7 separate regions of the Mus musculus genome follow, and all the other regions are linked to region 1. Evidence: chromatin contacts called from public HiChIP or PLAC-seq and promoter capture Hi-C data. All regions are on one chromosome and are shown on one strand. Each heading gives the region's core, a stretch centred on a gene start, on an enhancer-like site or on the middle of the called end of the contact. The rest is flanking DNA. Distances are from core to core; before and after follow the strand shown. Region 1 holds the start of Cyfip2 (cytoplasmic FMR1 interacting protein 2). Region 2 holds the start of Zfp62 (zinc finger protein 62). Region 3 holds the start of Slu7 (SLU7 splicing factor homolog (S. cerevisiae)). Region 4 holds the start of Ifi47 (interferon gamma inducible protein 47). Region 5 holds the start of Ttc1 (tetratricopeptide repeat domain 1). Region 6 holds the start of Irgm1 (immunity-related GTPase family M member 1). Region 7 holds the start of Trim7 (tripartite motif-containing 7).

The links. Promoter capture Hi-C pulls out the DNA fragments that hold promoters and counts their contacts. HiChIP or PLAC-seq counts read pairs in DNA pulled down with a chosen protein or histone mark. Capture Hi-C pulls out chosen DNA fragments and counts their contacts.
Region 2: a contact with region 1 is called in an H3K4me3 HiChIP or PLAC-seq map of embryonic forebrain, with 6 times the contacts expected there. The contact joins the promoter of Zfp62 here to the promoter of Cyfip2 in region 1. A contact is called at or near these places in 3 of 39 promoter capture datasets (hippocampal neurons, liver and pre-B cells) and 2 of 115 datasets of contacts at active chromatin or transcription factors (astrocytes and embryonic forebrain).
Region 3: a contact with region 1 is called in a promoter capture Hi-C map of adipose tissue, with 5 times the contacts expected there. The contact joins the promoter of Slu7 here to the promoter of Cyfip2 in region 1. A contact is called at or near these places in 1 of 39 promoter capture datasets (hippocampal neurons) and 1 of 9 other capture datasets (adipose tissue).
Region 4: a contact with region 1 is called in a promoter capture Hi-C map of liver, with 2.9 times the contacts expected there. The contact joins the promoter of Ifi47 here to the promoter of Cyfip2 in region 1. A contact is called at or near these places in 1 of 115 datasets of contacts at active chromatin or transcription factors (large pre-B cells) and 1 of 9 other capture datasets (liver).
Region 5: a promoter capture Hi-C map of the C10 cell line shows a contact between it and region 1, with 9 times the contacts expected there. The contact joins the promoter of Ttc1 here to the promoter of Cyfip2 in region 1. A contact is called at or near these places in 2 of 39 promoter capture datasets (the C10 cell line and pre-B cells) and 1 of 115 datasets of contacts at active chromatin or transcription factors (large pre-B cells).
Region 6: a contact with region 1 is called in a promoter capture Hi-C map of hippocampal neurons, with 10 times the contacts expected there. The contact joins the promoter of Irgm1 here to the promoter of Cyfip2 in region 1. A contact is called at or near these places in 4 of 39 promoter capture datasets (cranial neural crest, hippocampal neurons, maxillary cranial neural crest and 1 more) and 3 of 115 datasets of contacts at active chromatin or transcription factors (astrocytes, embryonic forebrain and neural progenitor cells).
Region 7: a contact with region 1 is called in an H3K4me3 HiChIP or PLAC-seq map of embryonic forebrain, with 15 times the contacts expected there. The contact joins the promoter of Trim7 here to the promoter of Cyfip2 in region 1. A contact is called at or near these places in 2 of 39 promoter capture datasets (cranial neural crest and hippocampal neurons) and 4 of 115 datasets of contacts at active chromatin or transcription factors (embryonic forebrain, embryonic midbrain, large pre-B cells and 1 more).

The regions. Positions count from the first base shown.
Region 1 is chr11:46,310,886-46,313,934 of GRCm38.p6, forward strand. It overlaps Cyfip2 (cytoplasmic FMR1 interacting protein 2), which reads right to left and starts at 1,473. Exons shown (of 31, transcript NM_133769.3): 1 at 1,342-1,473.
Region 2 is chr11:49,201,823-49,204,871 of GRCm38.p6, forward strand. It overlaps Zfp62 (zinc finger protein 62), which reads left to right and starts at 1,470. Exons shown (of 4, transcript NM_009562.3): 1 at 1,470-1,716.
Region 3 is chr11:43,432,303-43,435,351 of GRCm38.p6, forward strand. It overlaps Slu7 (SLU7 splicing factor homolog (S. cerevisiae)), which reads left to right and starts at 1,429. Exons shown (of 16, transcript NM_198936.1): 1 at 1,429-1,517.
Region 4 is chr11:49,085,605-49,088,653 of GRCm38.p6, forward strand. Ifi47 (interferon gamma inducible protein 47) reads left to right here and starts at 1,413. Exons shown (of 2, transcript NM_008330.2): 1 at 1,413-1,540. It also overlaps the pseudogene Gm12188.
Region 5 is chr11:43,746,531-43,749,579 of GRCm38.p6, forward strand. Ttc1 (tetratricopeptide repeat domain 1) reads right to left here and starts at 1,478. Exons shown (of 8, transcript NM_133795.2): 1 at 1,392-1,478.
Region 6 is chr11:48,869,786-48,872,834 of GRCm38.p6, forward strand. Irgm1 (immunity-related GTPase family M member 1) reads right to left here and starts at 1,635. Exons shown (of 3, transcript NM_008326.2): 1 at 1,309-1,635.
Region 7 is chr11:48,835,944-48,838,992 of GRCm38.p6, forward strand. Trim7 (tripartite motif-containing 7) reads left to right here and starts at 1,528. Exons shown (of 7, transcript NM_001347446.1): 1 at 1,528-2,102; 2 at 2,894-2,989. The coding sequence starts at 1,584.

The DNA.
Region 1 (3,049 bases), core at 223-2,722:
TTTCTGATCCCATGACTTAAGAAGCGCCTGCTCTACATCCAATGGGAAAACCTTTTGTATTTAGCTCTTCAAGATAAATACCACTCACTGGCTCCTTTCTCAAGCAAGTTTGACAGGAGAGAAGGGACCCAAGGAGCATCGGGTGGAGGGGGGGAAAGCCACAGAAGGGGGGATGGTGGTAGGGACAACTACCTTCAAGGACTTACAATCCCGACTATAGATATTAATCTATATTTTTGTCCTCCGACAATGGCGGGAGGGGGGGGTGTCACTGAGTGCTAGGCAATGGTTCTTGCAGGGCCTGTGCCCAAGAATAAGGCTGGTCACTTCTAAGGGAAGGGGTCAAGAGGTAGAAATGGTTGCTTAGGAGCAACAGTCAGTCGTCAGTCTGATCCCTAAGTCTTCCTGCCCAACTGTGGGGCTGTGGGCACTAAAGAATTGGGCTAGCCAAGTTCTAAGTCTGGACTGGAAAACACCCAGATAGTCGCGGGAGAAAACCAACAGTCGGTTCAACCATGCTCCCTGCCCCCACCCTTAGCCACAAGCTACTCCTCTTCCTGTACACACAGGAGGGCTTACCTTCCTGAAGGTGATGTGGCAATCTCCCACAACAGACAGGTGGGCAGCTAAATACGAAGGAAACCTTGACCCCTAGGATTCCATCACCCCACCTTTCTCCTCCCCAAAGCCATCCAGGGGAGAGGCGCTAGTATAGGCCAGAACGCTTCGAAGCAGGTCAGCCATGCCTCCCGGCTCATCAGAGCTTTCCTCTCCCAAACCGTGCCGCTGTGGCCCCGGCCCCACCCGGCTTCGGTTCACCGCGGGCGCCCAGTACCCCCTTGCCTGTCAGGCGGGCCCAGGCAGCTCTCTCTGGCCTTGGCTGAATGATGGTGGCCGCGACCGCAGAGGCGGGGACTGCCCGGCGATCTGCAGTATGTAGGTGCAGGGATGTAGCCCCCTCTGGGCTTGTGGCCCCTGCAGGTATCCCTGGTCCCCGAGACTATCCCTGCCTCTTTTTAGGGCGGGTGGCTCCGGCCCAGGCCACGCACCTGCTGTGGCTGCCGCTGAGGCTGCTGCGCGGAGCTCTGCGCTGTACCCACGACTTCTGGAAAACGCTCCCTGCCCAGGGCGCCCGGGGCGGCCGAGGGGAGAAGGGACAACACAGGCCTGTAGCCCGGCCTCCAGGGACCTGAAGCCGTGTAGCCTCGGGCGCCAAGCCAAGCGCCCCCAACGGGCTGGGAGAAGTGGCGCCCGCCCCTCGCGCATCCTCAGGAACGCATCCACCGCCTAGGCAGCATTTCGGTTCCTGCATCAGCCCTGTTGTCTCCGAGAGTCCCTTACCTGGCTCGGTGGCAGGTCCAGGGGAGGGACCCGAGGCTACCGCAGGGCCCCGCGCCGGGGCGCAGGATGCTTAGCCCCGCTCCGCCGCTGCGCCGGCGGACCGCCGCGCCCCGCCCGCGGCCCCGCCTCTCCGCCTGCCGCGGCTCCTCCCCTGGCCGCGGTGCCCAGCCCCTTCGCCGCGGCTGCTGTCACACAAAGAGCCGGAAATGGCTGCGGCGAGGGGCTCCCTGCGCACCCCTGACCTGCAACCTCCTGAACCCATACCTTCCAGCCTTAGAGTATCCAGCCTCCGGACTCTGGAGGTGGAGGAGGGACGACTTTCCTGCTGCCGCCTGCATCACCAGCGACACCTGCCACTCCAGAAGGAAGGAAGCGTCAGCTCCTTTCGCATCTCCCCGGTGTCAAATTATTTTCATATAGTCATTTATTCACCACATCTTTATCGACTACCTGTTTTGTTCCAAGCATCTTGCCAAGAGCCAGGCACGCACTAGTGTGCAGTAGAGCCCCTGCTCGCTTGGAGCTTATTATTTGCCAGCATTAACTGACCTAACAGGAGTCCAATGACAGCTGCTTTCCCAAAGAAGGGAGCAGGCTAAGTGAGAGGTTGAGCCCTTCCACCACTTGAAGAATAACTTCCCAGAGGGCACGGGCTCAGAGGGCACGGGCTCAGAGGGCACAGGCTCAGCGGGAGAAAGCGCTTGCAGCCAAGCTTGATGATGACCTGAGTTCGATTCCCAGGATCCACAAGGTAGAAGGAGAGAGACAGCTTCTGTATATTGTGTTCTGACCTCCACCCACATGCATATATGCACATTACACAGACACACAGACACATACACACACCCATACACACACACAATAAATAAATGTAATAATTTAAAAACAAAGAGAAACATCTACTTCCTTTCCATTTCTTAGTGTAAAAATGTACAGCTATTATGTGTGTGTGTGCGTGTGTGTGTGTGTGTGTGTGTGTGTGTGTGTGTGTGTGTGCGCGCGCGCGTGCCCATGTCGATCCCATTGAGGTAGAATTGACTCGTGGACAAAATCATGATAAGCTGACTTTTAGGCAAACCTAGGAAGGAGCTGAGGAGACAGAAGCCTCTTAGATGCTGCTTAGGGCTCTTCAAAGAATCCATTGCTCCTTGAGACATAACTCGGAGGGCTTTAGGTAGGGATGAGGCCAGCTGCATTCAGTCCTGACCTGAACCCACCCCAGCATGGTACTGCTCTGAGTGGGAGATGCAGTACCTGCAATAAAGGGAATAATAGTTGCTCTGGGTACCATATATATATATATATATATATATATATATATATATATATATATATATATATATATATATGTGTGTGTGTGTGTGTGTATGTATATAAAGTATTTATTTTATTCTGTGTGTATGGGTATTTTGATTGCATGCACATATATGTGTACCGCATGCATGCCTGGTGCCAAGAATAATCTGGAACTGGAGATACAGATAATTGTGAGATGCCATGTAGGTACTGGGAATTGAACTCAGGTCCTCAAGAGGAGTAGCCACGGCTCCCAACTGCTGAGCCATCTCTCCAGCCTGCCCTCTTAGGGGAACTAATTGGAAAGTACTTGAGAGCCTGATTTATGTATAGAGCAACAAGGAATAAAATCTTGGGTCATGAGAACCTTCTCCAATGCTTGCCAGACGCCACAAACTTAGACTTGCACAGT
Region 2 (3,049 bases), core at 220-2,719, 2.9 Mb after region 1:
CTGAATAACAAAAACCATGGTGGAAAATAAAAACATTGTCCACAATAAACGTTACCTAATCAAGATGATTTATTTAGGCTTTATGATCCTTTGCTATCCTTTACTAAATAAAAGTGTCCCAATCCAGATATAATTATTTTTATACTTAATTATCTAAAAGGAAAAACAAACAAACAAAAATCCAAAATCTTGGAATGTGAGCAGGCCAGCCTAATGTGATAGCCTTTAATTTAGACTATGGACTCTTCTAGAGGCCTCAAAGAAGTGCCCAAAGCTCTTCCCAGAGTTGTGCTATCCAGTAAGTGGGATCCTAGCACTCATGTGGCTATTTCAATGAAATGTAATTAGACACTTGGTCTTCAGTGGCACTGGTCACATTTGAAGCACTTGTAGCTGTGTCTCAGCTACTGTTTGGGTTGTAGAAGAATCCCCCAACAACCCCTAACTTGTCCATGTTCTTCTCCATAACTTGCTGCTTGCTGGCCTGACAAGGACCTAGGACCCTGCTCCATCTTGGGCTTCACTGTTTTCCTACTCTGCTGGACATTACCGCAGACTTTCCACTTGCCCTGACCACCTTAGAGATGCATAGACCTTAGTGCCCAAATGCAGTCGAGATACTACTACACTCAAATTGCCATTCCTTCTACATTTCCAAGTCATTAAGGTGAGTTAGGGCTTGCCTACAAAGATATAAAAAACAGGAGTAGACTGGTGCAGATTACAGGCTTTAAACTGGAGTTTTGTAGTTACGGGTGGGGGAGGGTGAGGGGGATTTTGTTAGAGGCAGAACGGGGAAGGTAGCTGTGATAGGTTATTTCTCTGCCACCACGGAAAGGAGCCAATTCAAGTTAGATTAGATTAAAGGCAGGTTTACGGAGAAGCTGCTCTCCTGTGGGCGAGTTCACTAGCTCCGAGGACTGAGGCCAGGAAAGTCCCCATGGGGGGGGGGGGGGTGCACTCAGATAAAGGAAGAGAAAAAGAGCAAGCAAGAGTGACCAAAACTTCTAGATTATATAGGGAGGAACCTCTGGGGGAAAGGGCAGCTCAGCCCCTGGGCTGGGAAGTTGAGATCAGGGTATGCCTGGTTGGGACAGATGCTGTTCCCAACATGGAGCCAGGTCTGCTTTGGTAAGTAAATATTCACCTCTGTCGCTTGTCCTCATTGGAAAACAAACACGAAGCTGCTGGTATCCGGGAGAGAGACAGTTACTTTTCTTCTGCAGTCTCCGAATAGCAGGCTTCCTGGAAATTTGAGCTTTGTTGAGGGTCTTGGCTTTGGGAGAGGAGGGTCTTTTAGAAATAAGGGGTATGGGACCCCCATATTCCGCTTTCTCCCAGGAGCCCAGCCCTCCCTCCTAAGACTCTCCCCAGCCTCGCTTGTTAACTATGAGCTCAGCTTCACAAGCAGGAAGTGAAGTATCTATTTTACCACACCACTTGATTATACCCGCCCCCAATGCACCCCGGAATTGCAATAAAAGTCCAAGACAACTAGAACCCCCTTCCTCTCCGGGCAGACCAGCCGGGATTAGGAGGCCAGCAGAGCACCCACAAACTGCGGGTCACGTGCGCGATCAGAGCCCGACCATCGAGTCAGTCCTCCAGCTTCCCAGAGCGGCCTCGGAAGTGCCCCTGCGGCTCGGGTCTTTCCGGCCAGGCAGTCCGCGCTTTTGTCCCGCCGGCGGCCGGGCTCCCGCGGTGCCGCCACAGCCAGTACGTGAGTCCCGGGCTGCCGACGCTCCCGCCTCTCCCCGGCCCGCCACGCCCTTCCCTTCTCTGCCCTCCGGTCCCGGGCGGGTCCTAGTGGGGGAGGGAGAGCGTGACTTTCCACACGCCCTGGGGAGCGTCCTCTAGGAGTGAAGGGGAAGGAAGAGCCCTGGTTCGGGCCCGGCGCGCGGGCAGGCTGCCATCGGAGCAGGCCCTGGGCCGAGGAAGGGCCAGAGTCCGCCCCGGTGTTCCTTGACTGTCATGGCCGTTTCGGGCTTAGAAAGAGGAGAATCCCGATTATTAGCGCCTAAAAATTTGCCCTGATTGCGGTTAAGTTTGTTTCTGAGACTTGGAGATGACCTGATTCGGTCACCTCTTCCCGTCATTTTGGTGGGGGAGAGGTGTTGAGAGACACTTGCGGCTCTGGAAGCAGACCGTTCTCCACTTCCTGGCCCTCTCCTAGGAGAAACTCATCTGTAGAGCAGTGGGTGCAACCGGAGGCCGCCATCTGCCCTACCCCACCCCCACCCCACCGCAAACTGAGAAAGTGTTGGCCTAGGGAAAAGCCAGCGAAGGCACTTGAACCCAAGTGATCGCTTGGGGAAGTCCTGGGGCAGCGGTGTGAAAGAAAGAAAGGTCAGGTGGAGAGAGCCGCGGCTAGTGTGTTATCTTAAGATGGTTAGTCTAGATGGCCAAGACCGTTTGTGTACGCCTGAAGCTTTTGTCTGTCTGGGGTGTGTGTGTGTGTGTGTGTGTGTGTGTGCGCTTTTGTCTGGGGTGTGTGTGTGTGTGTGTGTGTGTGTGTGTGTTTGAATACGTAATGCTCACGTGTCCAAGGCATTAAAATACAAAGATTTTTAAAAAACAAAAATTTAATGCAAAATATGAAAACAAGATTTTCTTTTACTGTTCTCAAAGGTTGTTCTGGGCCCTACCTTAAAAGGTAAACACTTTTGTTAAGATGTTGAGTAGACTTTAAGGACTTCTTCATTTAAATACTAGCAAATATATAAGTCGTTCCTCTTTTATTCAGACAGGTGGTAGCATAATAAGTCCTGCTTCTCTGTTTCTTTTACTGAATCTGTTTTACAGAACTCATACGGAAACGGGTGGGTTGTTTGTTTTACAAACATGTAGCAGATTGGCCATTTTAAAGGATGCTTTAGATAAATCTCTAGACTGCAGTTGATAATCTTTGAGTTGTTTCTAGTGTTTTTTGCCAAATGGTATTATGTGGAATGATTCTGTATTAGGATAAGGATTTTGAAATTAAGAGGGACTGAGGTTAATAAGGTATTTTTTGTTGTTTTGCATTCAGTTAAATGGGCTACACTAATTG
Region 3 (3,049 bases), core at 179-2,678, 2.9 Mb before region 1:
GAGTGATGGTGTTCCCAGGCCAGCTTTGTGATCCCCACTTGTTACTGGGAAATAATGTACCTGGTTGGTAAACTTATAATAGAGTCCTCAGCTAATACAAGTCTCTCCTAATTTAGCTTTACAGAAAGCGTTCATCCAAAGATAATCCCTGCCTTCTTGGTCCCTCTCTCAAGCCTTGCGCTCTGAGTCCGCAGGACTCTGCTCTGCCTTTAGCTGCCTTGAAAAATCAAAATTATTTTTACATTCTTAACCCACTTCAAGTTCCTTTTTTAAAAAGTCTACTACTTTGGGCTGTTTGACTGAGGTGGTGGGGACGTTAGCTATAGTCCTGTATATCTGAAGAGCACTTCACGTAGGGGAAGTATAAATAACCACAAGACAGCATAAAGAAAAATGGCCAAGCAATGGCTCAGTAGTCAATACAGGTCATTCTTGCAGAAGCCCCCGGTTTGGTACTCATTCTGGTTCACAGACATATATCTGCATTTCCAGTCACAGATGATCTAACGCCAATGATGTGCAAACTCACACACAAAAAACATAAGGCTTTTTTTTTTTTTTTCCTGAGACAGGGTTTCTCTGTGTAGCCCTGGCTGTCCTGGAACTCACTCTGTAGACCAGGCTGGCCTCGAACTCAGAAATCTGCCTGCCTCTGCCTCCCAAGTGCTAGGATTAAAGGCATGTGACACCACTGCCTGGCATAAGGCTTTTTTTTTTTTTTTTTTTAAGAAAAATAAATTCACCAAAGTCGCCTATTTTCCAGGAGTTTGTTTTTTATGGGGATGTTTGTTTGTTTGTTTGTTTGAAAAAGGGTCTTCCTATGTCACTGGCCAGGACCTCAAAGATATGCCTATCTCTGCTAGGATTAAAGGTGTGTGCCATTACGCCGACCTTTGCAGCATTTTCAATAATCATTTTTGCTAAGATTCTGTGCTGTAGGCTGGCAAGATGGCTCAACAGGTAAGAGCACTCACTGACTGTTCTTCTGAAGGTCCTGAGTTCAAAACCCAGCAACCACATGGTGGCTCACAACCATCTGTAGTGGAATCTGATGCCCTCTTCTGGTGTGTCTGAAGAGAGCTACAGTGTACTTATATATCTTTGGGTGGGAGCAAGCAGAGACTGACTGGGCGAGCGGGGTTGACCGGAGCGAGCAGGGGTCCTAAAAAAATTCAATTCCCGACAACCACATGAAGGCTCACAACCATCTGTACAGCTATAGATTATCCATATACATAAATAAATCTTTAAAAAAAAAAAAAAAAAAAAAAAAAAAAAAGATTCTGTGCTGTTCCAGAAAGAAAGCTGCACTGCCATCACTTCGCCTTTCTGGGTCAAAAAAAAAAAAAAAAAAAAAAAAAAAAAAAAAAAAGAGCCAAGCGCTTGCAAATGCGCATGTGCCGATCTCCCGGAAGTTATCTCTGCGCAGCCGGAAGAAGGCAGGGAACCCGGAAGTAAACATTGCCGAGTCGCTTCGTTTCTGGCGGATGGTTTTGAGTGGTCTGCGGCGCGACTGGGTAAGTTGGGGTTCTGAGATTGAGCAGACGAACTGGGGACCTCGGGGAGCGGGTATCCCCTGCAGTGAGTCCTCGCGGTGATGAGCCGTCGTGGAACGGCGGACCCGGGTGGAGACTGTGGCCCAGGACGCAGGCGCCGCCCTCGCGTTCAGCCGGACCGAGGCTGACTCCTCAAGGAAAAGCCCTGGTCACTGTAAGCCGGACATCCTGAGCAGCCCGTACCGAAGCTGAGCCCTCTGTCCCCAAAAGAGTTCCTTTGAGGTTCAGTTTTTTCCGTTAGGTGGAGATGATCTTATTTTGTGAGGGTCAAATTAGAATGTCCGTATTGCATCAGTGAGTGGGAGCTGTTAAAGTTCTAACTCGGAGAGAGCCGGACCCTCTGCAGAGCAGTGGAACCTAATGACAAAACACTTCAGTCCCTCTTAATCTTGAATGTGACAGGCCTGCACTCCAGTGTCTGTGGTTTGTAACAGGGGTTGAAAGACCAACTAAAGTCAGGCTTGGGTTTGCGATCTGTCGTCTCTCACTAATGTCTTGTTATCTGAAGGTGTTAACCCCCCCCCCCCCGCCCCAAACTTGTTTCCTCACCATAAAATAGGGTGGTTGTAAAGATTTGGTGACGGTCTGCATGGTAAATTAAAGAAATGGTAACTGTTAAAATGAAGATGATTAAATCTGTGCTTCTAGTATATACTACCACGGATTTCTAACACTTCTGTTTTTATTTTTAAGTCTATTTTATTTTAATTATGTGTATAAGTAGGTAGGTGGGTTTGCCCTTGTAAGAACGTGTGTAGTCTTCTTGGAATCCCTGTAGCTGGAGTTAGGGACAGTTGTGAGCCACCTGACATAGATGCTGAGAACTGAGTTAGGGTTGTCTACAGGAGCAGTAGGTGAACCGTCTCACCTGCCCCATACACAGACCTCTATGGTGGCATATGCCTATAAAGCCAGAACTCGGGAGATGGAGGCAGACACAATTTCACAGGAAAGTCATGGAGTTTAAGGAATGCTGTGGATAAATACTTAGTGTTCTGGGTGTGGATGTCATGTACACAGTTGGTTGTGTAGATTTGAAGATCAAATGAAAAGTCTAGGGCAGAGAGATAGTATGGAACCCCAGTAGTGGGATACTGTTCCTCCTGAATCTTGGCAACTGGTATTGTTTAGAGTGGTGAGTGAGGCTCTTGCTGCTCTGTAAGGAATCAGCCTCTAAATAAACGTGTGCAAATAGATGAGCCTGCAGAGAAGTCGAGAACAGGAGAGGTGTTCACGGAAAACCAGTAACATGTTATAGAAGCCAAAGAATGAGAATCTCTGACAAAAGAAGGCATGGAATGGTCGGGAATGGAAATGAAGTCAGTGACCAGAGCAGAGGAGTGCAAAGCAGAGGTATAAAAATAGGCACACTATGAATATGGGTGATTTTGTGGTGTGTGTTTGTGTGTGTGTGTGAGAGAGAGAGAGAGGCAGAGACAGAGAGAACTAGATATGCTAGGCATCCCTGAATGTAGACAGACCCATCTCTATTT
Region 4 (3,049 bases), core at 163-2,662, 2.8 Mb after region 1:
TCTTGTCCCACTGTACCGTGGGAGCCCCATGATGCTGAGGAATGCTCTCATAGTGATAAAGAGAGATGGTGCCCTTTCTCCCCTTTTCATACCTCAGAGTATCTTCATGGTGAATCTGTGACACATTGCCATATAATTGAGTCACGGCTTCAGTTATCTGGAAGCCAGGCACTATACCTCAAGATTTCAATGTTCAGAACTAAATTTTGGCTCTCATATAGAAACCAAGAAAGAGATGTACTTGGTTCTCATACAAGAATCCACTAAGCATGTGAACGTCTGTGTACAGAAGGAGACAGAGTCACTGTGTGCCTTCAGATAATCAAAAATCGGACCCATAGACCATGGACGGTATCAACCTCCCACTCTCTGCACTCACCCAGCCATTCAAATGGAGAATAAACTCAAATCACACAGAGCTGGAAAAAAAAGACACCATTTTAATTAACAGGAGCATGTAATCTGTTCTTCATATCTGATTACATGTGTTAAAATTACGCAGAAACTCCGGGCGTGGTGGTACATGCCTTTAATCCCAGCACTCGGGAAGCAGAGGCAGGAAGATTTCTGAGTTCGAGGCCAGCCTGGTCTACAAAGTAAGTTCCAGGACAGCCAGGGCTATACAGAGAAACCCTGTCTCAAAAATACAAAACAACAACAACAACAACAAAAACCAAACCAAAACAAAACAAAACAAAAAATTATGCAGAAACACTGTCAATATAACCCAAACCATCCATGTTCAGAGACAGACTTCACCAAGGACAGAACATGTCAGCAACAGCTTCTTTTCCCAACATGGCAGCAAATGTCTTTCCTCCATGGTGATAAACGTTAAAACCAACAAAACCTGTGAGGGATTATCTCATTGCATCAAATGATGTTTTTGGAAAACCTGTCTTCACTTTGTGCCAGACTACGCTCTCATGAGGGAATCCTGAGGTAGATAAAATGAGAAAGGAAACTAGGAAGACTCCATTACTCTCTTTCCTGAGTTGTCTTGGTGGCTCTGGATCCTGTGAGACCCCAGGTTCATGGGTGCCTTGGGGCTGAAATGAGGTTAGTCAGCCACAGTGTTCCTGAGAAGGACAAGGAGGCAGACGCATGGCACAGTCCTTCCCGATGGGCAGTGTGTTTCAGTCATTCACTGGCGTCTTTGGAAAACCCCTCATCTCTTTCATCCTTGTCCCCAGGAATCCTTTGGCTTCAGAGAACTCATTCCCCTGATGTCTTGGCCGAGTGACCCTTCACAGGCCAAGTGGAAATGTCTTCCTGGCCTTGAATCTTCCAGGCTTCTTTCATTCTCTGACCAAGTTAAAGTCCTTTTCTTTTTCCTGGAAATGTTTATGCTGCAGGGGAAACAAAGAAAGAGCTTTAGTTTCACTTTTGTTTCCTGCAAATATATCTTTCATTTTTTTCTCTCTGCTAGGGCTCATTGCTTCAGACTTTCCTGAAGGAGGGCAGACCCGTGCCGTTGGTGGTGGCTGTGCTGTGGGCTGCAGTGAGAAACAGACCCGGTATTTTCTACTTCTTGGATCTGGTGAGTGCGAAAAGCCTTTGCACCTGGTGTGACCTAGGTTTTGGCTTTGTGGGAAGAGGGCAGAGCTGGCTTGGATAGGCAGCAGGTCATGTCACCGGTCTATCACAGATAGGAGTCATGGGTCTGGAACTGCCTTTTGGTGCCAGTTGTTCTGTGAGAGTTCTGAGTAAGTTTGGACTGAGCAGAGTCTTTATGGGTGACTCTCATAGGAAACGTACCATGCTCACTGTAATGTGGCCGGATCTCACCACCAGAGAGTATGGCATAACCCTGCCAGCTTTGCTTTCTTTTCTTTCCTTTCCTTTCCTTCCCTTCCTTTCCTTTCCTTTCGTTCCCTTCCCTTCCCTTCCCTTCCCTTCCCTTCCCTTCCCTTCCCTTCCCTTCCCTTCCCTTCCCTTCCCTTCCCTTCCCTTCCCTTCTCTCTTTTCTTTTCTCTTTCTTTCTTTCTTTCTTTCTTTCTTTCTTTCTTTCTTTCTTTCTTTCTTTCTTTCTCTCCTTCCTTCCTTCCTTCCTTCCTTCCTTCCTTCCTTCCTTCCTTTCTTTCTCTCTCTTTCCTTCCTTCCTTCCTTCCTTCCTTCCTTCCTTCCTTCCTTCCTCCCTCCCCTCCCTTTTTAAAAAGTCTCATCTGTATTTACTTTTTTTTTTTTCTAGATAGGGTCCAGCTGTGGGCCTAGGGTAAATGTGGCTTTTATTTCCTCTCAGGAAAAGAAGTTAAAGGGTGGTTTTCTCAGTTACCCCAACCTAAGGAAAGGTGGGTGTGCACCGGAGGCTAGGGCTAGAATTGCTGGATCATTCTGACAGACTCCTCTGTGTCCACTTGCTGGCACTCGATGCAGGGAGGGTATGGGTGAGAGTCATTCCCCTGCAGTAGCAGCTCGGTTATCAACAGAGGCACAAGGTGGTATGTGCTGGTGTTCACAAAATGGAAGGCAGAGCACGTGCCCTGAGTGAAGAGCAGGACTGGGTGGCCGATCCACACCCAGTGTCTGCCTGGTACAAGGCCTGACTGCTGTGGCTCTTTTCCCAAGGGCCCAAGGGGCCCCAGAAACATCACTGCGTCCTATGGTCCCTTAAATGTCCATCTCAAACTTCACCGCCTGCCCGCTTATCTTCCGGGCTGCTGTGCAGGTGGTGGCTCTGGCTGGCTTGCATGGGAGGCTCACCGCTGGTAGGGCTAGTGACCCAGAAATGGCTGGCAGGTCCTTTGGGGGTGTTTTGGCAACAGGTGAGTTCTGACACTCCATCAGGAATTTCCAGTCATAGATGATTTGGGTTGTGTGTGTGCCGCTGGGGGTGGTGCTGTAGTGCCTGGGCGGGAGCTGCACGCCTCATCGAGGGCTACGTGGTGAGTGGGGGTTGCCCAGCTGGGAGTCTGGCTGCAGCTGCTGCCCGCTGATACGTCTCCTGCACACCGCCCACGACCCTCCAGCAATCCCGCCCAGCCCGTCTCGCCCTGTATTTACCTTTTAAACAGAATGTGATCGGGCACTATTATTTCCATTCACAATC
Region 5 (3,049 bases), core at 228-2,727, 2.6 Mb before region 1:
CTTTGTAGACCAGGCTGGCCTCGAACTCAGAAATCTGCCTGCCTCTGCCTCCTGAGTGCTGAGATTAAAGGAGTGCACCACCATGCCCGGCTTGTTTTTTTTTGTTTGTTTGTTTTTGTTTTTTGAGACAGGGTTTCTCTGTGTGACCCTGGCTGTTCTGGAACTTGTTTTGTTCATCAGGCTGGCCTTGATCTCAGAGATCCACCCTCCTCTGTCTCCCCATTGCTGGATTAAAGGAGTATGGATCATGCCTGTCCAAGGAAGTCATTTTAAAAACAGGATATCACCAATTGTGGTGGCCCATTCCTGCAGTCTCATCATTGGGGAGATGTAGTTAGAAAGATCAGAAGTTCAAGGCCATCCTTGGTTACACAGCAAATGTGAGGCTAGCCTGGGCTATGAGACCCTGTATTAGGCCCCTCCCCAGCCCCAAACTAGAGTATAATAAACTCACACTCAATGCCAATTATCATTTTAACTGATAGTCTTGCTGATCAAATATGGTATCAGACTTATACCAAGACTAACATCCCCACTTCCCACTGGTGTTGGAGACCGAATCTCAGACTTTGTGGTACATGTAAGCCATTTAAACAACTGAACCACACCCTCGATCCATACCCTAAATGAAAAGACTGATTTTAATGTGACTTTTCCACGTCCGGCAGCTTGCTGGATGGCACAAATTAGACAGAATCCAAAACAGCTGCAGGGGAAAAAAAAAGAAAGAAAGAAAGAAAGAAAGAAAGAAAGAGTTCTAATCTTTGTTCAGAATAAATGACCAAGTTGTCAACAGGAAACAATGAAGTCCGAATGGGACACTATCGCCACCGGGAGCCGAAGAATAAGTTTCTTATGGAGCCCAAGATGGCATCTGTGCCCAAATCGTGCTTATCATCGTAAGCAAATGCAAGCGGTATAGCTTAGGTAGCTAATTCTGGAAGGGGAGCCTTTGCGCAGATGTTTTCACAGGCATCCTCCAGGGACTCAGAACTCAGCCTTGGAAGAGCCGGTTCTCAACTCTCGCTGCGCAACCCTGCTGCCCAGATCCTGACAATATTGGTCTGCAGTCAGGTCAGAGCATCTCTGTTTTTTTAAAGTGACTCTGATGATTTTACGTTCATCCTATTAACCACTGCTGCTCTAGAAGCTGAGTCAGAACCTCTGCGGTGCCTGCCACCCCTCTGGTCGCAGCAAAACCACGCCAATGACCCAGTGTCGCGTTAAAGTCCGAATTCGTCCTAGCCTGTTAAAAGGAAAAGTTAAAAGGGAGGGTCAGGACTCGCAGGCTTCGCTTTTACTCGAGTGTCGCGTCCCTCCCGGCTATGAGTCAAGGTTAGAAAAGCCCCTCCCCGCGCGACCCCGCGCCTGTCCCAGGCCACAGTCCTCACCGAACGCCGCGAGACCCACGATGGGCTTCACAACCTCCCAGCTCCTCTCTCCACCGCTCCTGCCTCCGAGTCCTTCTACTTCCTCCTGAGTCAGGTGCACTTCCGGCCGCGCTGGCCAATGGCGCCATTGCTGGCAAAGCATTCTGGGAAATGTAGTGGCCAACTCGAAGAGAGTGAGCGGAAGTAGCTGTGTGACGTCACTGTACGGCTCAGTACTATGAGCCTCAGCTGTCATCTTGAGTTATGTCAAATCCTGCCAATTAGCACAAAGTAATTTTTCAAACGCGACTACTTGTGGCTTTAAAAACGTCTTTATTCTGGCGTCCCTCATGTTAGGAATGTGCATAAGAACCCGAAAACATCCTTCGTCCCTAAATAAACATTTCTTTCCAGTAGTTTCCAAAGTGCCTTTCAAGAGCTCTGTTAGGAGAGTAACAGTTTTCAAAACAGTAAATATTACACACTTTTTCCACTCATTTTCTCATGACTGTACAGCGCTTTCCAGAGGTTGTCTTCTGATATAGTGCAACAGAAGGAATACAAAAAGGGGTGAATTATTCTAGCTGTTAGGCAAGTCCGTCTATTTGTGAGCTAGACCTCCAGGCCTTCACCTGTCCTGTATTAAATCAGAGATTTGCAAAAAATTGAAACAATGCCATTCTTCTTGTGACAGGATAGCAAAGATGGAGAAAATTAAAAAGACATCGGAAAGGAAAGTAGCCTTTCATCAAGACTGGTTAAGTCTCTCCTAGGCTCAGTCATGAATTCCCACAAGGGGCTAGGAAGCATGACTTAGCAATTGAGAGCAATGACTGCACTTTCAGAGGACCAGGGTTCAATCCCCAGTACTCACATAGCAGCTTACCACAACTTTAACTCCAGTTCCAGGGCATTTAAGATCCTCTTCTGAACTTCATGGCCACCAGGCACACACATGGTAAACAGGCATACATGTAAACAAACACTCATGCACACCAGAAGAGTTAATTAGATAACAGTAAAGTTAAAAAAATTCCATAGAGTTATACAAAATTTCATAGACAGAAATACTGTTCCTTTGATTTATTTGTTTTTAAATGTAGATACTTTAAGAATTAACACAGAAGCTAGGCAGTGGTGTCACTTGCCTTTAATCCCAGCACATGGGAGGCAGAGGCAGGCAGATTTCTGAGTTGAGGCCAGCCTTGTCTAAAGAGTGAGTTCGAGGACAGCCGGAGCTATACAGAATTATTAAAAAAAAAAAAGATTTAACACTGAAATGAAACATAAGACATACCCATACCGCTGGGCTGTGGTGGCGCACGCCTTTAATCCCAGCACTTGGGAGGCAGAGGCAGGGGGATTTCTGAGTTCGAGGCCAGACTGGTCTACAAAGTGAGTTCCAGGACAGCCAGGGCTAAACAGAGAAACCCTGTCTCGAAAAACAAAACAAAACAAGACATACTCATACCCAGTGAAGCATGAGCCATATTTCTGACTCGTAATTTTCTGACAAATAAGGTTGTGAGATTGTGAGGGGCTAGGGAGATGAGAGATGACTTAGTGTGACAATAAGGCACTTGCCAGCAAGCTTGCTGACCAGAGTCTGATCTCCAGGAACATGTGGTAGAAGGAGAGAACTAGCCCCTGAATGTTGTCTTCTCATCCACACCTATATG
Region 6 (3,049 bases), core at 385-2,884, 2.6 Mb after region 1:
CTCACCAGAGTAGAAGATGAGAGCAAACCATGCTTTCTCAGAACTATTTATGTAACTGTGACTGTAGATGGAGACTTCCCACCTGCCTGCACACCCGAGAGCACCCGGTGCTGGACCCTGGACCTGCCTGCACACCCGGGATGGTGCAGGTCACAGCTGCACGCAGGAGCCAGTAACTCTCAGGAGGGCTGCTGAAGTCCATACATTACAAGCAGACTGGGAAAGGGCATGGATAACTGTATGAAGCTGCAGGATCCTCCAGGAGCCACACAGGAATGTTGGTGTGGACAGCCTTGGGATACCGTGCCTCAGAACTCCAACCCAGTATTTACAAAGAGCCCTTAGAATTCTTTCTGGGATTCAAGTGACCCTCCACTTCCTTTTTTGAGGATCATGACCAGATTATACTCCTATTTCACCTCTCTGCACAGGGGCGAAGATCCCCAAAGAAGAATATAGATCCTTGTGGCTGTCAATCTGGGAAAGAGGATGAGACCCGTGAGGAAATGTCTTTCGAGTCTCGCAACCGACACAGAACGGAGAGCATGCTCGCACACACTTGCCCATAGCTGCATGAAAGGTAGCAGGGACCACACAATTCCCTCTGATATTTATTTATCTTTGGAAAGTGTGATAAACTTGCTCACGGTGAATGGGGACAGTACTGAACCCACATGCTCTGGGAAGATGGTATTTGAAAAGCTCCCATCTCATTAACTATAAACTTACAGACTAGTGAAGGAGGTGGTTCCTTAAACAGAGACACTTTCTCCAATGCAAATAAAACATTTTAATGGAGTCAGACAAAAAGGTCACTATGATACCTTATACTCAAAACCTACTCTGAGATTCCTATTCCATGGGTAGTCCAGATAAGAAACAAACCTCCCCCCCCCCCTATTTTTTTCATGTATCCTAGATATTGCCTGTGGTCCATTCTAATCCTGGGCGTTTATTTTGTGGAGCTATGAAGAGACGCTATCTTAAATTCCAAGAGAATATGGGTTGGCACGCTCTGCCCTCCTTCAAATTTAGCCAGCATTAGAAGAACCACAAGGCCAGAAATAAGGTGAGGTACGCATTTGCCTCCAGGCTGGTGGTTTAGATATATCTGAACAGCAAAGATACAGCAGGGCTGTGTGGTACTAGACAGTCAAAGTGAGGCTCTGCTGTGGACACTGCCTGAGCAAAAGAAACCAGACCCCAAGGTCACATGACCTGTTTTCACGGTTTTACCGTTCATATTATATTGGGGGATTCATATTAGATTGGGGGTGGCCAAGCTACATTTAAGAGACTTTTACTTACCTGATCCAGAGGAGTTATTATGTGTGATTCGATGTTAGTGGCCTTCCTGGAACGTCACCCCTTTCTTCCTAGGACAAAAACGTTGCTGTCCTCCGGCAGAAGTTCCCTATGTAGAGATCCAAAACTGGAATATAGACCCGGATGTTGAGAGATGAGATGCAGAGGTCTGGAGTCCTTCTGAGAGGAGACGAACCAAGAGGAGGTCTGATCGCGTGGATTTTCTTTCAGCTTCTGGTCTTCGAGCAGACCTTGCTTTTTGTCCTGCACTTTCTAGACCGGAGATATGCCTGCCTGGGCCCAGCGGGGGAGCGGGGGGGGGACGGACTCGAATTGAGAATCAGTTTCGGTTTCTATTTCTTGAAACAGGCTAGTTTTCAGGATTAGGCTGGGCGGGCTGCATAGTAGTCTTCAAAGAGGAGCAGAACCCTGCTGTGCTGACTCACCGTCAACAGGGGTCGGGATGAGGGATTGGAGGTGGTGGTGGAAGTGGAGGGTGGGGGCGTTGGGGTTGGAGTTGTGTCTGTTTAGGGACTTTAACAGCCAGCCCCGCGTCAGACCTTCCAGTGTCTGAACCTGCTACTTCTTTCCGTGGATACCACCTGTGGAGATGCTGGCCCTGGGCAATGCTAACCTCCAGACCCAGCAACCTCAGGCCACCCCGAGCTTGGAGGCTGCACTGAGACCTTGTTCTGTATGATCGTTTACCCCGTTTGCCGGCTCACTTGATTAATCACACCTCTCTATATAAAGGAGAATGTCAGAGCACCAGGGAGTCGAGAATCGGGTTCTTGTCCTCGTTAGTGTTTGAGAGGGAAGAGGGTATGAGCTGAGAGGGGACATACTTCATTTTCCTCAGATCTAGGAGGTAGATTATTAGAGAGTAAACGCAGGGGCTGGACGCTTTGACCATGGCATAGAAGCACTGACCCCTGTGTAACGTTTTCATGAAGAAAAACAGAATTTTTTTTTTTTAAAGCAACCGGCCACGGTCACAGTGACAGAGGGGGCAGCGAAGAGGAGCCAAGTAGCTTTCAGAGTGTCGGGCGGCTGTTATTCTCTCTGCTGCTCTTCTGTACCTACCGGTGAGTTCTTACTGCACAGCAAAGAGGGGCAGAGCTGAGCCTGTTCCATAGTCACTGCGAGAGGGAGACAGATTGGGCCAGGAGGAATGAGGCGGCTCCTCACACAGGCACTAACCAGTGTTCCAAACTCTACTTCTGCCCATTACAGGCTCAGTATTGCCCAGAGGTTTGGGCAATGTGATCCTCTGGTCACAAGGAGCCCTTTGTCACCCCTCCAAGTGACCAGTAATGTGATCCTCTACCGGCGCTGGTGGCTTTCTCTTTCTCCTTACCGGAAAAGACTGAGTTGCTGAGAAGAGGAACAAGTGTGAGCTGTTGTTTAATGAACTGGAGGCCTTGAGTGATAGCCAGGATCTGTCCTTGTTTGATTCCTCTAAGCCCTCAGCTTCTCCTCAAAGCCTGAGGAGAAAGCAGGCTAGTTTCAATGTCTGTCTTTGAGAGACTGGACAATCTGTATGTCCTGCTTTCTTTATGTGATTTCTATAAGAACAAACAGGAACAGGTCTGAGCACAGTACAGGAAGGCCAGGAAGAGAGTTTCTGGAACCTTCTGTCTCAGTGAGCCAGCATTTCAACTCAGCACTTTGTGTTTCCCCAGGGCCAGGGTCTCCCTTGAGCTCAGAGTTAGTTCTCTCAGGCTCTTGCTCCTGCGGAGGAACT
Region 7 (3,049 bases), core at 278-2,777, 2.5 Mb after region 1:
TGAGAGATTTGGATAGAAAAAGTGACCAAGTTAAAATAAAAACTGCAAAGGCATAAGCGAGATACTTGAGAGTTCCACAGAAAAAAACTTTTTTTTTTTTTTTTTTTTTGAAGCTGGGTTTCATATAACCCAAGCTGACCATGGGGGATGGGATGGCTATGACAAGGGATGACCTTGAACTCCTGACCCCGTGCCCTTTAACGCTGTGATTTACAGGTCTGTGCCACCAGGCCCAGCAAATAACACATCACCGAAGGTCCTCGATGTCATGACTCTGAGTTCTTGGTGAACCAGAAGAGCCTTAGCTCACCATCAGTTGTCCTGTGCCTGAAACCGGTGGCCATTCTTTAGTCCAGGGATTCACTTGTTTCTTCAACTGACCTAATAATGTTCCTTATCTTCAAAATAATTGTAGGTGAGTTTGCAGAAAATTTAAAACGTCCCATGGTGGAAGAGGAGAGTCAAGCAAGAGCCTTGAGGTTATTATGAAGACTTCAACTTCTTTCCTGGGAGTTAGCAGCCACTCACTGGTGGGGTTTGAGCAGAGGGCTCTGATGGATACTGTGGAGACATGGGCTCTGAAAGGGTTCTCTAAAGTTAAAAAAATTTTTTAAAAATGGAAGCGATTGTAGAGTGTGGTGACTGAGGCCGGGGGATTGAACCAGGGCAAGGAGCCGAGTGGGGGACTCTAGAACCCAAGAAGAAAGTAGGAGGTCATAGACCGGAGAGAAATGGAGGTGGTAGCATCCCGAGTGGCGAGGAGAAAATGCTGTGAGGAAGGACAGACACACCAGAGAGGTGAGGTTTGCAACTCTCGGTTAGAATTGGGCGAGTGGATAGAGACATTGACAAGAGAGGTTTTGAGAGAGGCAGAGAAAGAAGCTTGACCCAAGTGGCCTCCAGAATGAAAGGATAGAAAAACTACTCCAAAAACAAAAACAAAACGGTCCCTGGAACCCAGCTGTATACCAGCTGGGGAGAGACAGAGGGATTTGGGGTAGGTGTGGATTCTGAATGAAATGAGGGTAAATGGCTGTATTACTTGTTCAAAATTAAAGGGATAACTGTAAGAGATGATGTAGTTACAAAAGTGGACAAAAGGCCACGCTTGGGATGAGGAGGTAGAGCCAAATTCCAGACCCTAAGTTTAGCTCAGCGCAGTGCCAGGATGAGTCGGTATGCGGGGAACCAGACACCTTGTCCCGGGAGCCAGGCCTTTGCCCCTGTAGGGCAGGGTCAGCCTAGGTCAGCTACTGGGAGTGGAGCCCAGCTGGCCTTGCGCGCTCACCTGTCCCCGACAGTTCCCTACTGCTGACTGGGCCATACTGGGCGGCCTAGAAAGGCGGTGGAAGGGGGGTCGACAAAAGGGAGATCGGGGCTAGGGTGGTGGCTTTGGGAACCCAGAGAAAGGGCAGCACCTGCCTCCATTCTCAGCTGGGTGCACCCTCGGCTCACGTCTCAGCTTGCCCGCTGCCGGCCCCGCCCCTCCTCGCCCAGTGGGTACTCGGAGCTCAGCCCAGCTTGGACAGTAGCATCCAGGGACCTCCCCAAAGCCACAAGACTCGAATGTACTAAGGACACGGATGGCGACTGTGGGGCCGCGGACCGGGCCGAACGCAGGAGCCGAGGCGCTGGCCCTAGCGGCAGAGCTCCAAGGCGAGGCGACGTGCTCCATCTGCCTAGAGTTTTTCCGGGAGCCGGTGTCAGTCGAATGCGGCCACAGCTTCTGCCGAGCCTGTATTATGCGCTGCTGGGAGCGTCCCGGAGCTGGGACCGGCACGGCGACCCGCACGCTGCCCTGCCCACTGCCCTGTCCTCAGTGCCGCGAGCCCGCGCGCCCCAGCCAGCTGCGACCCAATCGACAGCTGGCCGCGGTGGCCTCGCTCCTTCGGCGCTTCAGCCTGCCCCCCACCGCCCCCGGGGAGCGCGGGACTCCAGCGGTGCCTGCCCGGGCGGCGGCTGCGCGGTGCTCCCAACACGGAGAGCAACTTAAGCTCTACTGCCAAGACGACGGCCGCGCCATTTGCGTGGTGTGCGACCGCGCCCGCGAGCACCGTTCGCACGCCGTGCTGCCGCTGGAGGAGGCGGTGCAGGAGGCCAAGGTGGGTGCAGGATGTCCCGGAGCCCTGGCTCTGCTCCAGCCCTCCCAGCTCTCCTTGCGGACTGCAGGCAGGGTCCTACAGAAAAGCCCCGGTCTCCTTTTTCTCTTTCTAAAACTGTTTTCCCCTCATCTCTTCTCGTCCCTCAGAGCCCGATGCCTGGAGGCCTGGAAGATGGCCCCAGGGACTTGAAATCTTGTCTGTCCCCAACCGCTAATGTAACTCTGCCCAGGAGAAATTCTGTTTGTCACGCCCACATATCCACTGCCACACTCCTACTGCGTTCCCAGGGGCGTGGCACTACACAAAGTACCAAGTTCAAAGAGGAAGAACACAGAATAGCGTCCTGGGTTAGGTGGTCTGTCTGAAGGGCTGTGAAGCCCATTGGTTCTGGGCATCTTCCCTTTTAGTCTGTCCCTCGATAGGCTGCGGCACAAGAGGCGTGTGCAGCTCCCAGTCTCTGCTGCCCTGTTGTGCTCCAGCCTTCCTACAGGATGAGAGGAGAGCTGAAGATAAGATAGACCGAACCAAGGTGGGAGTCTCGATTCTCACCGCAGACCACGTGATTGATGCCCTTGAGGAAGTGAGACTCCCGGACCTTTGGAGTTCCCCTGCATTTGTTCTGCACCAATAGGCTTAGTCTGCAAGTCTCTGTTCACCCCATAGCCAGAGATGGTATCTATCCAGTCTCCTGCTCCTGAGAGCAGAATCTTGGCTTTCTCCTGGATGGTTCTAGGAAAGTACACGAGAGGGTATCCAGAATTTTCTGACCACGTGTCTTCCTTCTACCACAGGAGTTGCTGGATTCCAGGCTGAGGGCCTTGAAGAAGGTACTGGAAGACTATGAAGCGTTCCGGTCAACAGAGGAGAGGGAGAGCAAGGAGCTTCTAGTGAGTCCAAGTGTGAGAAGCATAGGGTTGTGGATGACCAAGGCAGAGAGAGAGAGAGAG